2 separate regions of the Mus musculus genome follow, and region 1 is linked to region 2. Evidence: chromatin contacts called from public HiCAR-type data. All regions are on one chromosome and are shown on one strand. The core of a region is the stretch at or near the end of the contact, and the rest is flanking DNA. Distances in the headings are between cores, read along the strand shown.

Region 1 (5,606 bases), core at 1,262-3,761, 110 kb before region 2:
TCCACAGGCAAACAAGCAAAAACTATTCTGTTCTGCCAGGTAAAGTGGTTAAGGCAACTCAAAACAATCTTTGGATAGCTGTGTAAACAGTTACAGAAGCTAAGTACTCATATCATAACAGGTAGAAAGTCATAGCTGTACATTTTTAAGTGGGGGTCAGAGTCAGGGTTACTGGGAACTTATCTTCCAGCGACAGGGTCACAATCAGCTGATATGTATCAAGATGAATGCTTAGCAGAAAGTGGAACTTCTTTGGCCATAATAGGCTTCAACACCAGGTATGAAGATAAGGTCTTGATAAAAAGCTTCAGTGAAAGAAGCAAGGGTTCCCAGGAACTCACACTTCTACAGAAAGAGAAGATTCATCGCCGGAGAGATAGGAAACAGCTTGGAGGTAGAATCACACCACATGTAAGGTCCTTAGGTAAATTACCCGAATGAGAGGGAGATAAGCCAGGTATGGTGGGGTCGAGGCTGTGGAATCCACTGGGAAAGACCAAAGGCTTAGATTACATGAATTTATTCTTACTGCTCCCAGAAGGACCACGGCCTTAGAGCCAAACATCATGCCCTGAAGGAGGAGGTTATGGTGGGGTCTTAAGAACATCAGAAAGGTCTGTGTTACACTGACCATGGAATCCACACCAGGCAGGAAAATGGTTTTAGCTCCCTTGGTTTCTTACTTTTCAGTTCTACAATAATAAAAAGAAACCATCTTACCCCTTTCCCACAGCAATTAGCAAAGGTAGCTGTTAGGGCTGGAGAGATGGCTCAGAGGTTAAGAGTAGTCAGTGCTCTTCCAGAGGTCCTGAGTTCAATTCCCAGCAACCGCATGGTGACTCAAAACCATCTGTAATGGGATCTGATGCCCTCTTCTGGTTTGTTTATACAATAAATCTTAAATTTTTTTTTAAAAGGCAGCCGTTAATACCTCATGGCCCGTTTTCCTATTCTAATCTCACCTGCAGGCCACTGGGCTCGCCCGGGCACACAACTGTAATACTTTCAATGTTTGCTCTGCATTGGTACTTCCTTACTGCTAAGCCCCTCACTCCATCTCTCTTATCCTCTACTGCATCTCCCAGGAACAGCCTTTTGGCCCCCAGAGTCCCTAGGGTATGCTTGGCTCCATACTAAGTTTCTCTACTCATCATAGGGATGTACCTAAGGTTTTCCTCAGATCTGAGAGCTTTGGTGACTGGGATAGAGCAGTTCACTTCTGAGCAGGGGAAACCACAGTCCCTTGCAGTTAGGGCTGCCTGTCACATCCCCACAGTGGCAACTGTAGCCCCAAGATTTAAGAGATGCAGGGGTGAGGAGCAGTAACTCAAGGTCACCTTAAGCACTGCGTAGCAAGTGTTTCTCAAGGCCTCTGCTTCATGGCTCGCTTCCAGGTTTCTGCCTTGACTTTGCTCTGATGGCCATCAATGGTGGACTGTAACCTGTATGATGTAAACCCTTTCTCTCCCTTGCTTTGGTCATAGTCTTCGTCATAGGAACAGAAAGTAAATTAGGACAAGGAGGCATTGGGGGGAATATAGTCAAATTCATTATATTTGTGTATGAAAATAACGTGAAGTCTATTGATACAGGTGATTAACCTATATCAGTAAACAAAAAGCTTGAATGTCCAAATGCAAAAAAAAAAAAAAAAATCCTAAAAATTATTACAACTCTGTTCAGCAACCTGCAGCCCGGGAAACCTGTCAGGTCTACAAAGACTTATTGGAACTGTGATATTTCTTTTCTTTCTTTCTTTCTTTCTTTTTTTGTTTTTGTTTTTTTTTGTTTGTTTGTTTTGTTTTGTTTTTCTGTTTTTCGAAAGAGGTTTTCTCTGTGTATCCCTGGCTGTCCTGGAACTCACTCTGTAGACCAGGTTGGCCTCGAACTCAGAAATCTGCCTGCCTCTGCCTCCCATGTACTGGGATTAAAGGCGTGCGCCACCACTGCCCAGCAACTGTGATATTTCTAAAGCAGCTTAAAAGGACAGGAGGCAGAAAAGACAGGGGCCTGACTTTCAACCGCTAAGACACACTATATTTATTAGTGCACTTAGCAAGAGGCAGCCTCTCTCCCACGGGAAATTGAGGGGTCTACAGAGGGTAGAGGGAGCTGGCTGAAATGGTTTATAGGGTTGGGATGAGGGACTTGGCAGTAAGGAAGTTGTTATTTTCCAAAACAAAGTATCCTTTCTAGGATGTCCATAAGAACAAAAGGTTATCCATAACATTGTAGGAATCTTGTTTTACTGTACCAGGGGTACTTCAGGAGACCACGTGCCATCTTCCAGGGCCCACAGCCTCCTGGTTTTCACAGTCTTGCCTTCTCGACAGTCCCCGAGTCTCCCCAAGCTCACAGTACCCAGCCTTAGATTACTCATTTGGTCTCACGTGACCCTCTGATTCCCTAGACCACAATGCTACCACCATGCAGGGGCAGTAGAAGCCCAGCTCCGGGTCTTCCCGGCAAAACGGAGCAGGGCGCGGAGATTCGGGGCGGGGCCTAGGGCGGGGTTCTGGACTCTGAGAAGGAAACCCTGAGCAGACCTTTGGACTCAGCTCTGCGGGAATCACATCAGCCGTTGACTCAGTCGACTCCCCCAGGCATAAAATCACAAAAGAGTTTTTGTTAGATGCTGATTGGGGAGGGAGGGGGAAAAGGGAGTCCAGGCTCCTTTTAGAAGGCCAGACCTCTGCAGTTTGAGCCAGGGGCCGCCTGGAGCCGCCCGGGACGGCCCAGAACGGCCCAGAACGGCCCGGAGCCAACCTGGGGGGAGCAACAGGACTTGGAGGGCTCAGAACTGCTAAGGCATCTCTCTCTATCCCTGCTGAGAGTCCATGCAGTTGGTCCTGTGTGGATTCACCAGGTAGTTGCTGAGTGCAACGTTAGCCAAACCTATCCGAACGTTTGTAAAATGTTAAACAAGGGCAAAATCTGGGGAACAGGTCCTGATAACGAAGATTAAACTGTAAATTACTTTAAAATACAAGGCAATTTACCTTCAATTCCAGTACTGCAGAGGCAGGAGGACCAGCCTGGTCTATACAATGAGTTCCAGGCCAGCCAGGGTACACAATAAAACCTTGAAGAAAAAAAAAGGGGTGGGGGGCAAAGTGGCAAATCAGATACCCTGATGGGATATGAGATGGGACAGAGAGAGATGGCTCAGCAATTCTGAGCACTTGCTTGCACGGGAAATCGCAGTGATTAGACCACTCCTGTGGGTGGAAAAGGAAAAGTTTATTCAAACTGCCAAGGCTATCTCTCAAGGGTCAAAAAGGTAGGGAAAGCCTTGCCAGTTATAAAGAGAGGAGCTAGCCAGAACAGCATGGAGGTTCAGAGTGGTAGAGGGGCTTTGATATGTGTTACAGTTTATGTTAATAGGGAACTAGTTGCCACATTTGCCCCATTTGGTAGGGAAAGATTAGGGAAATGGCTCTACCTGGCAGTCAGAAGCCATTTTGTAGGCTTCTGGAGAATGCTGAGTGTAAGCTTTTGTTTATCCACAGACAAACTTGTTCTATTTTGAGTCCAGCCTGAGCTGAGCCCAGATTGTCATTTGGGGACACTGTCAGGAGTGCTGCCGTTTTAGGGACTTGAGGGTGGGGGCCTAACATCGCTCTTCCAGAGGACCAGGGTTTGATTCCCTGCACCCACACAGCAGCTCAGAAGTCTGTAACTCCACTTTAGGAGATCTGACCCCCACTTCTGGCCTCTTGGGGTTCATGGAACACAGGCATAGAAGCAAGAAAAACACCCACACAGAGCAGGCTGGGAAAGGTAAAATTTAAAGAAAATGGGAAGCTGGATATGGTGGTTCATACTTATAATCCCAACACAGAAGGGCTGCATGAGGTGAAGGCCAGTCTGGGCCACTAAGGAAGTTTCTAGCTAGCTGAGGCTATCTCAAAAGCAAACAAAATCAAGTAAATAATAAATCCCACCCCTGCTGTGAAGGACTCACTGGAGAAGAACAGATGGGAGAAGAGGGAGGTCTCCCCATAGCCTGGTCCTGGGGGAACAGCCTCTGCATCCCTAACATTGCTTTCTAATTTGAGGTGGACAGTGATACCCCTCCCTCCAGGCCCTTGGGTGGCCCTGAGTTGCCCTGACCTATGCTCTCTCATTTCAACATCAAAGAACTTGTTGTAGAAGCCTGCGCCTCAGCCTCATCAAGGCCTGTTTCACTGCAGTCCTTGGAGAGATCCCTACACAGTGGTACCCTTTGCTCGGGTCACCAAAGCCACTGTCCTCCTCTGACCACACCCTGGGCTCCACTAAGCCCTCCCCTGTTTGGGAGGAAGCCAAAGTTGACTGTCCTGTTCTGTCCTGCTGCAAATCTCATGTACACTCTGCTTAGTTCAGCGCATCGGTGGCTCTGGGACAGCCCTGTGCCCAGCTTGCAGCAAAGGCTCTTCCCAAGGTCCACACCCAGCCTCCCCAAAGGAGGCAGCAGGGAAGAGAGCATTCTCGTCCACCTCCCTGGAGACTTGGCTTGGATCGCTGGGGTCTGGCCAGCTCTGAGGATCCATCTGTTCTCAGCCATCAGACAGCAGCAGCCACCAGCCTCAGAAGGTGGTATTCAAACCTTCAGAACCCTGAGGCCACGTCAGAGGTACAGCCACTGATGACAAGTCCCTAACAAGGTGCAAAGCACAGGACATCCTCCTGGCCCCACGCTCTGTCTCAACAGAACACAAGGTGTTTAATGGTCAATTCATGAGAGACCGGCTCTCCCCGCAGCTTCCACCTGAGGTCCGCAGGGCATCCTCTTCTGAGGAAGGGGGATGAGAGCATACCCCCTCATACCTGTTTAGACAAAGTGTTTTAATGTCAAGGGTGGCAAGATGGCTCAGTGGGTAAGGCCTGAAGACCTGAATTTGATCCCCAGGACCCACACAGTGGGAGAAGTTACCCCATTCCTGAAAGTTATTTTCTGCAAGTGGTAGCAGAGCTGTGCTGGGAGTGTGCAGACCGAAGTTTTGACTCCAGTTCTGCTCTCATAGCCAAGCCTCTCCCACGTATCCCTCCTTCCATTAGTCTGCAACTTCATTTCATAATGTCCTGAAGACAATGAAATGACACGAAGAAGCTAAACCGCCTTTGCAGAGCTCGGGTATGTGGCTGAGTGACAGAGCAATCCCTAAGCACATGAAGGCTCTGAGCACCATCCCTGGGCCTGCTGAGTGCACAGAGGAAGGACAGACCTCGGTGAGGTACCGTGCTGGGGAGCACTCAACTGTGGGTCTCTGAGCTTCTACTTATGGACATTGCCCAGATGTCACCGGACTTAAGTGCCATTCATATGCTTCCAAACATGGTTACCTACTTCTTTTTTTTTTTTTTTTTTTGGTTTTTCGAAACAGGGTTTCTCTGTGTAGCCCTGGCTGTCCTAGAACTCACTTTGTAGATCAGGCTAGCCTCCAACTCAGAAATCCGCCTGCCTCTGCCTACCAAGTGCTGGGATTAAAGGCATGCCACCACTCCCGGCTACTTTTTTTTTTTTTTTTTTTTTTTTTGGTTACCTACTTCTATCCAGGTGGCCTGTACATGTACAGAGGTACCTGTCCCTCTCTGAGTAGAAGGGACGACATGTGGGCTCCTGG
Region 2 (5,714 bases), core at 3,033-5,532:
TGTATTTATTTTATCTATATGAGTGCTCTATCTGCCTGTATAGCTGCATACCAGAATAGGGTAACAGATTACATTACAAATGGTTGTGAGCCACCATCTGGCTGCTGGAAATTGAACTCAGGATCTCTGGAAGAGCAGCCAGTGTTCTTAATGGTTGAGCCATCTCTACAGATACGTACATACAAATAAAAAAAAAACTTAAAAAATTGTTACAAGATCCACAGAAGAAAATGAAAAACAAAAAAACTAAAAACCTATTGTTCCCCCTGCTCCTTGTTTTGACAAGGTCTCTCTACGTAGTCCTGGCTGTCCTGGAATTCACTATGTACACGCATTAGGCTGGTCTAGAATTCTCAGAGAGCTGCTTGCTTCTGCCTCTTTGAGTGCTGGGGTTTAATGAGTGCACCACCACAAATGGCACACCTGGCTCCCTTTTGGTTTTCTGAGATAGGGTTTCTTTTTTTTTTTTTTAAGATTTATTTATTTATTATATGTAAGTCACTGTAGCTGTCTTCAGACACTCCAGAAGAGGGCATCAGATTTCGTTATGGATGGTTGTGAGCCACCATGTGGTTGCTGGGATTTGAACTCGGGACCTTCAGAAGAGCAGTCGGCGCTCTTAACCACTGAGCCATCTCACCAGCCCCTGAGATAGGGTTTCAAACTGCCAAGTACCTCAGGTTAGCTTTGAATTCAATATGTGAGTGAGATGATCTAGAACTCCTGATCCTCCTGCCTCCACCTCCCCAGTGCTGGAATCATAGATGTAAATCCACCAATCATGGCTTGAAAAAATTATTTATACTATAAGAAACTCAGTTATTTGTTTCTGTAAAACAGATAGTCATGCATATTCCTTGTTTTTATTTGCTTGTTTTAAGACATAGCCCTGATGAGCCTATAACTCATTGGGTAGATCAGGTTGGCCTTGAACTCTTGGGGATGTTCTTGGTGTTGGGAATTCTAGCCTCACAAATGTGTGCCACCATATCTGCTGTTGTTCTTGTCTTTGAAACTTCTCTTCAAAGCTCAAGAAGACTTCACTATATGGGTCTCTTTCTTAGTTTAATAAAAGATCACTGCTCTACCATCAAACTAAGCTAGGAAATAGGTACTAACACAATGCTATCCATCTCTTTCATCTATAATTTTCCAATTAAATTATACTTCAAGTAATTATATTTCTGGATTCTATCTTGTAGATATTCTCTTTCCCATGTTCCTCCAACTCCAATGTAGGTGGAGTCTTACTTCCTAAAATATTCTAAGACTTGTGTGTTTGAATTGAACTAGAAAACTTAAGTCATTACCTCTTTATCTTTTAGCCCCAGGAGCAATACTTCTTCCATAAGAGTGAGGCGGATATCCTTAGAGTCTCCAGGGTCTTCATTATCTGGACTCCTTTCTTGATTAGTGTCTTCCTCACTTTCTATTTTCTTTTCAGAGCTCTTACTTACTTCAGTTCGACGGGTTCTATGAGTTAATGTTGTCATTCTTACCTGTTGGTAAAGAGATGTGAAAAATATCTGTGTGCTTTAGTAAATAAACAAATACAGGTTCACAGAAGACCTACACGCATAAACACACCACATACATGGGAAAATATGTAAGTTTAAATACAGAAAGAGATAGTATAAACATTGAACATGATTCTCTTTTTCAAAGTATAGCAAGCTTAAATTCCAAAGAAAGCAACGAAAAGTGATGACCAATAATTTAAAAGTCCACTAGAAAGACCATATTTTATCATGCTTATTTCTTGGGCATTGCCTACAACCCAGAAGTGAATTTGTATCACCATGAAATGGGTCCCCAAATTAAATAAGATGGGTTAGCAAAACTTCATGAGCATGTGGCTTCTTGAGTTACACATAATTTGTAATTTTTGTAACGTTAAACACATTTTAAAATTATTGTGTATTCACGTACATAATATTTGTGGGTGCTTGTGCCATGTGCACATGAGGAGGTCAGAGAACAACTTGTTGTAGTTCACTTTCTCTTACCTTTCAACAAGTTCTGAGCATTGAAGTCAGGTTGCTTAGCCTGTATAGCAATTGGCTTTACCCACCCATTGAACCATCTCTCCATGTCTATGTTTTAATATTTTTTTCCTTTTAATTTATGTTGTATACATGAGTTTTTTGCCTGCATGTGTGTCTGTGTACCCACATGTCGTGCTTGGTGCCTGAGCAAGTGTGAGTCTCCATGTGGGTGCTGGGAATCAAATCCAGGTACTTTGCATAAACAAGTGCTATTAACCATTGAGCCAACCCTCCAGACCAGTATTTTCTTTCTTTCTTTTATTTTGTTACCATAACAACTCATTTCCAAGTATGGCAATTTAGCATTCTATCTGGTTATTTTGTGAAAACACAAATAACTTCAATAACAACAAAAGCCCAGCAAGAATGTTAAAAGATTATCAAATTTGCAAAAGAAAATGGGGCTAGGGCTGGAGAGATGGCTCAGTGGTTAAGAGCACTGACTGCTCTTCCAGAAGTCCTGAGTTCAATTCCCAGCAATCACATGGTGGCTGACAACCATCTGTAATGGGATCTGATGCCCTCTTCTGGTGTGACTTCTTCAGACAGTGTACTCATATACATGAAATAAATAGAATGTCTTTTTTTTTTTAAGTATAGAATAGGGTTTATTAAGGGCATGGGGAGGGGAGTTACGAGGGTAGTAGAGGCAGAGAAAGAGAGTAGAGAAGTAGAGGAGTCATGAGCACGTGGAGAGAGAGGTGGGACGGGAATGGGGAGAGAAAGGGGAAGGGAAGCAGGGAAAGAGCAAGGGAGGAGCAAGAGACCAAGAGGGCAAGAACTAAAATAAGTCTTTTTAAAGAAAGAATTCATTCAAAAAAGAAAAAGAAAAAGGGGCTAGAATATGGCTCAGTGTTACAGTTACAGCATAGTGTTATTTAGCATATATAAGGTCCTAAGTACCATTCCCATAAATGGGGGAAAAAAAATCTGAGCACACACCCTTTTATACTAAGCATTACACTTGTCTAAGTCATCTGTGATAAAGCTTAAAGTTAGCACAGTTCATACAAATGTAAATGTATTTTATTTTTCGTTTGTTTAGAACGAAACAAAACAGGGTTGCTCTGTGTAAATGTCCTAGCTATCTTGGAATTCATTATGTAGACCAGGCTGGCCTTGAACTTAGAGATCCACCTGCCTCTGCTCCCCAAGTGCTGGAATTAGAGGTGTGTCACCACTGCCTGGTATAAATGTCAATTTTTATGATTAAAAGCAAGTCAAAAACTATCAGCAATTATATATCTTTGAGGTCAAAAGAATAATATTTAAAATGTGCTATGGTTGTGCCTAGTTCAACAATTTTATCTTGCTTTCTTTCTGCCTCTGATCCTTGTGATCTTGGAGTTTTCTTCCTTTTCCTTTCCTCCCTAAATACTGTCTGTCCAGTCTTTGAAGGCCTACTAAAGACAAGTGAGGCCTTAAGGTGAATTCTATCTCTCCACTATGCATATATTAAACACTTAGAAATGGATTTTTCTTCAGTTGTATGTAAACAGAAATTTATACTTAAGCCCTTTAAAATGTTTATTATAGTCCCTCTTTTGTTATGGCTGTCTGTTACATTAAACTTCTCCAGGGCTGAAATATTGTCATCTTTTAATTTTTATATTCTCCATAGCAACTAGCACAATATCTTTAACGTTTTAACTGCTCAAATAAATATATACTCATTAAACAGCACCAGAAATACACACCAAGAGTCTTACAAACAATTCTTCATACAAGCGTATATTTCAAATATAATTTTCAGGGGAAGTAAGAAGAGTGAAGGAACAGAACACAGAACAATGCCTTAGGGTGCCAATTCCATTTGGCATTATTTCCAAACCCAATCCAAGAAACTTTAACACCCCGGGGAGAATGGGGGCAATTTTCTTTGAGGAATTCATCATTTCCCTGTGGCCACTTATTAGTTAAAATACCCTACTTGAAAACATGATGAGCAACAACAAATAAGTAAAAACCACCCTTTCTCTCTAAAGTAAAATACTGACCAGCTCTGTTGGATGTTAAGAAGTGTTATATTTGCTCACCTGACGTTGCTCCTGAGCTGCAGTGGGACGTAGGCTGCAGTTCGCGCTCTCGTTTTGGAGGGCACCTGTTTCCCGTACCCTAGGCGGGTTCCAGTAGGTGAAAAACTTCTCAGCCACACAGAGAGTACAAACTTCCTGATCCTTCGTTGCAGAGAGGGAATAACACATCAGCTTCCTCAGGATCACTAGGCAACCTACCTTGGTGTTTCTTCATTGGGCCAATCAGAAACCCCCAAGTTTGACTCTAGCCAATCGGAGCTTACGAGGGGAGGTCCTCCGGGCTATTGTGTTGCGATCCAGACAAACATCACCAAAAGGAGGCAGGTTTGGGTTCAACCTGACAGCTGGTCTGTCCAATGAAGGAACCTCGGTGGCTGCGAGGAAAAGGCTGCATCCCACCCCGATGAAATTACCCAATCAAAGTATTCTGTGAGATAGCACAGTGCTGCCAATCACGAAAGGATTCTGTTGGCCAATTTCAGTGTAGCAGGTGTTTTTCTGTAGCTGTCTGTATTGGCACTGCTGGTTAAGAAATGTTGGCATCCAAGCAATAAGGCTAAGAGTAAACTCTGAGCTTAACTTTGCCTCTAGAAAAACGTAATCTGACTCGGTTTGTGCTGTTTATACTGAACAGCATGGGTACTATTACACACATAACAGCTCTAGAGGGATGTTATCCCACTTTGATAATCCTGTAGCTACTGTACAGTTTGGAATATGGCTGCTAAAATTACAAGACGGAAACAGATCAAGTTTTTAGGTCTTCCTTTTCTGAAGCAAAGGAAGCAAATAGCTTGGGTGGGGCTAGGTTCCAGGTCTCTCAGCAAAACAATTGTTCACACTACCACTCAAAAGTTCTAAAATGTGTCCACCTCGCGAAAGATATACTTACTTAAATTCTCTCAAAATTAATAGCTGAACACTTTCTGTTAATTAAATAACTAGAAGCCCTGAAAGACCCTGCACACTGAGCATCTTAGTCATGGTATTAAGATGCCGGTCTTTTTTTTATTGGCCATTGCTTTTATCATTTTTGCTCTAAATACATATTTAAAAGTTGTTAATAGGGCTGGTGAGATGGCTCAGCGGTTAAGAGTGCCGACTGCTCTTCCAAAGGTCATGAGTTCAAATCCCAGCAACCACATGGTGGCTCATAACCATCTGTAATGAAATCTGATGCCCTCTTCTGGTGTGTCTGAAGACAGCTACAGTGTACTTACATATAATAAATAAATAAATATTAAAAAAAAAAAGTTGTTAATAACACACTATATCAAAATAGCAAACATTGTTTTAATAGCACCAAGTAAATGGTACAGTTTTAACATAAGTAAAAAGTGTATCCTTACAGAATTTTAAAGTCAGAATAAACACTTCAAAAATGGTTTTAGAGGGCCTTAAAACTTAACACATTTAAAAAAAAAGCTTTCTTTAAAATAGAAGGCAGGTTGTATTCAGTGGATATGAGCAGAATCAATGACATTTGTATTTTTGTTTAGTCAAAAGTTCCCTTGGATTTATCTCAGGTAAACACAATATAATAGCTAAAACTTTTATTAGTTTAATAACTATGAACTACAAAATAATTTTCAGAGGTACAGAAGGCACACCTTCAAATAATACAGCATATTAG

Evidence for each region. HiCAR-type assays count read pairs that join an accessible place to other places.
Region 1: a contact with region 2 is called in a HiCAR-type map of embryonic stem cells, with 2.2 times the contacts expected there. The contact joins the enhancer-like site here to the promoter of Golph3l in region 2. A contact is called at or near these places in 8 of 39 promoter capture datasets (the HPC-7 cell line, cranial neural crest, embryonic stem cells and 5 more), 1 of 484 Hi-C or Micro-C datasets (pro-B cells), 3 of 115 datasets of contacts at active chromatin or transcription factors (all in embryonic stem cells) and 2 of 9 other capture datasets (adipose tissue and pancreatic islet).

What each region holds. Positions count from the first base shown.
Region 1 is chr3:95,699,221-95,704,826 of GRCm38.p6, reverse strand. No RefSeq gene overlaps it. Among named protein-coding and RNA genes, the nearest start is that of Adamtsl4, 14 kb to the right of the region's middle. Within about 2 kb of position 2,511, at least 228 of the 459 cell types and tissues checked have an H3K27ac peak or open chromatin away from gene starts, as enhancers often do. A contact at or near this core is called in embryonic stem cells, pancreatic islet, second pharyngeal arch cranial neural crest and 1 more, where this site is marked.
Region 2 is chr3:95,587,502-95,593,215 of GRCm38.p6, reverse strand. It overlaps Golph3l (golgi phosphoprotein 3-like), which reads right to left and starts at 4,282. Exons shown (of 5, transcript NM_146133.3): 1 at 4,082-4,282; 2 at 1,311-1,499. The coding sequence starts at 4,249. Hormad1 (HORMA domain containing 1) reads right to left here. Exons shown (of 15, transcript NM_001289532.1): 15 at 5,356-5,714. It overlaps Gm40097 (a long non-coding RNA gene), which reads left to right and starts at 4,399. Exons shown (of 3, transcript XR_867468.2): 1 at 4,399-4,571.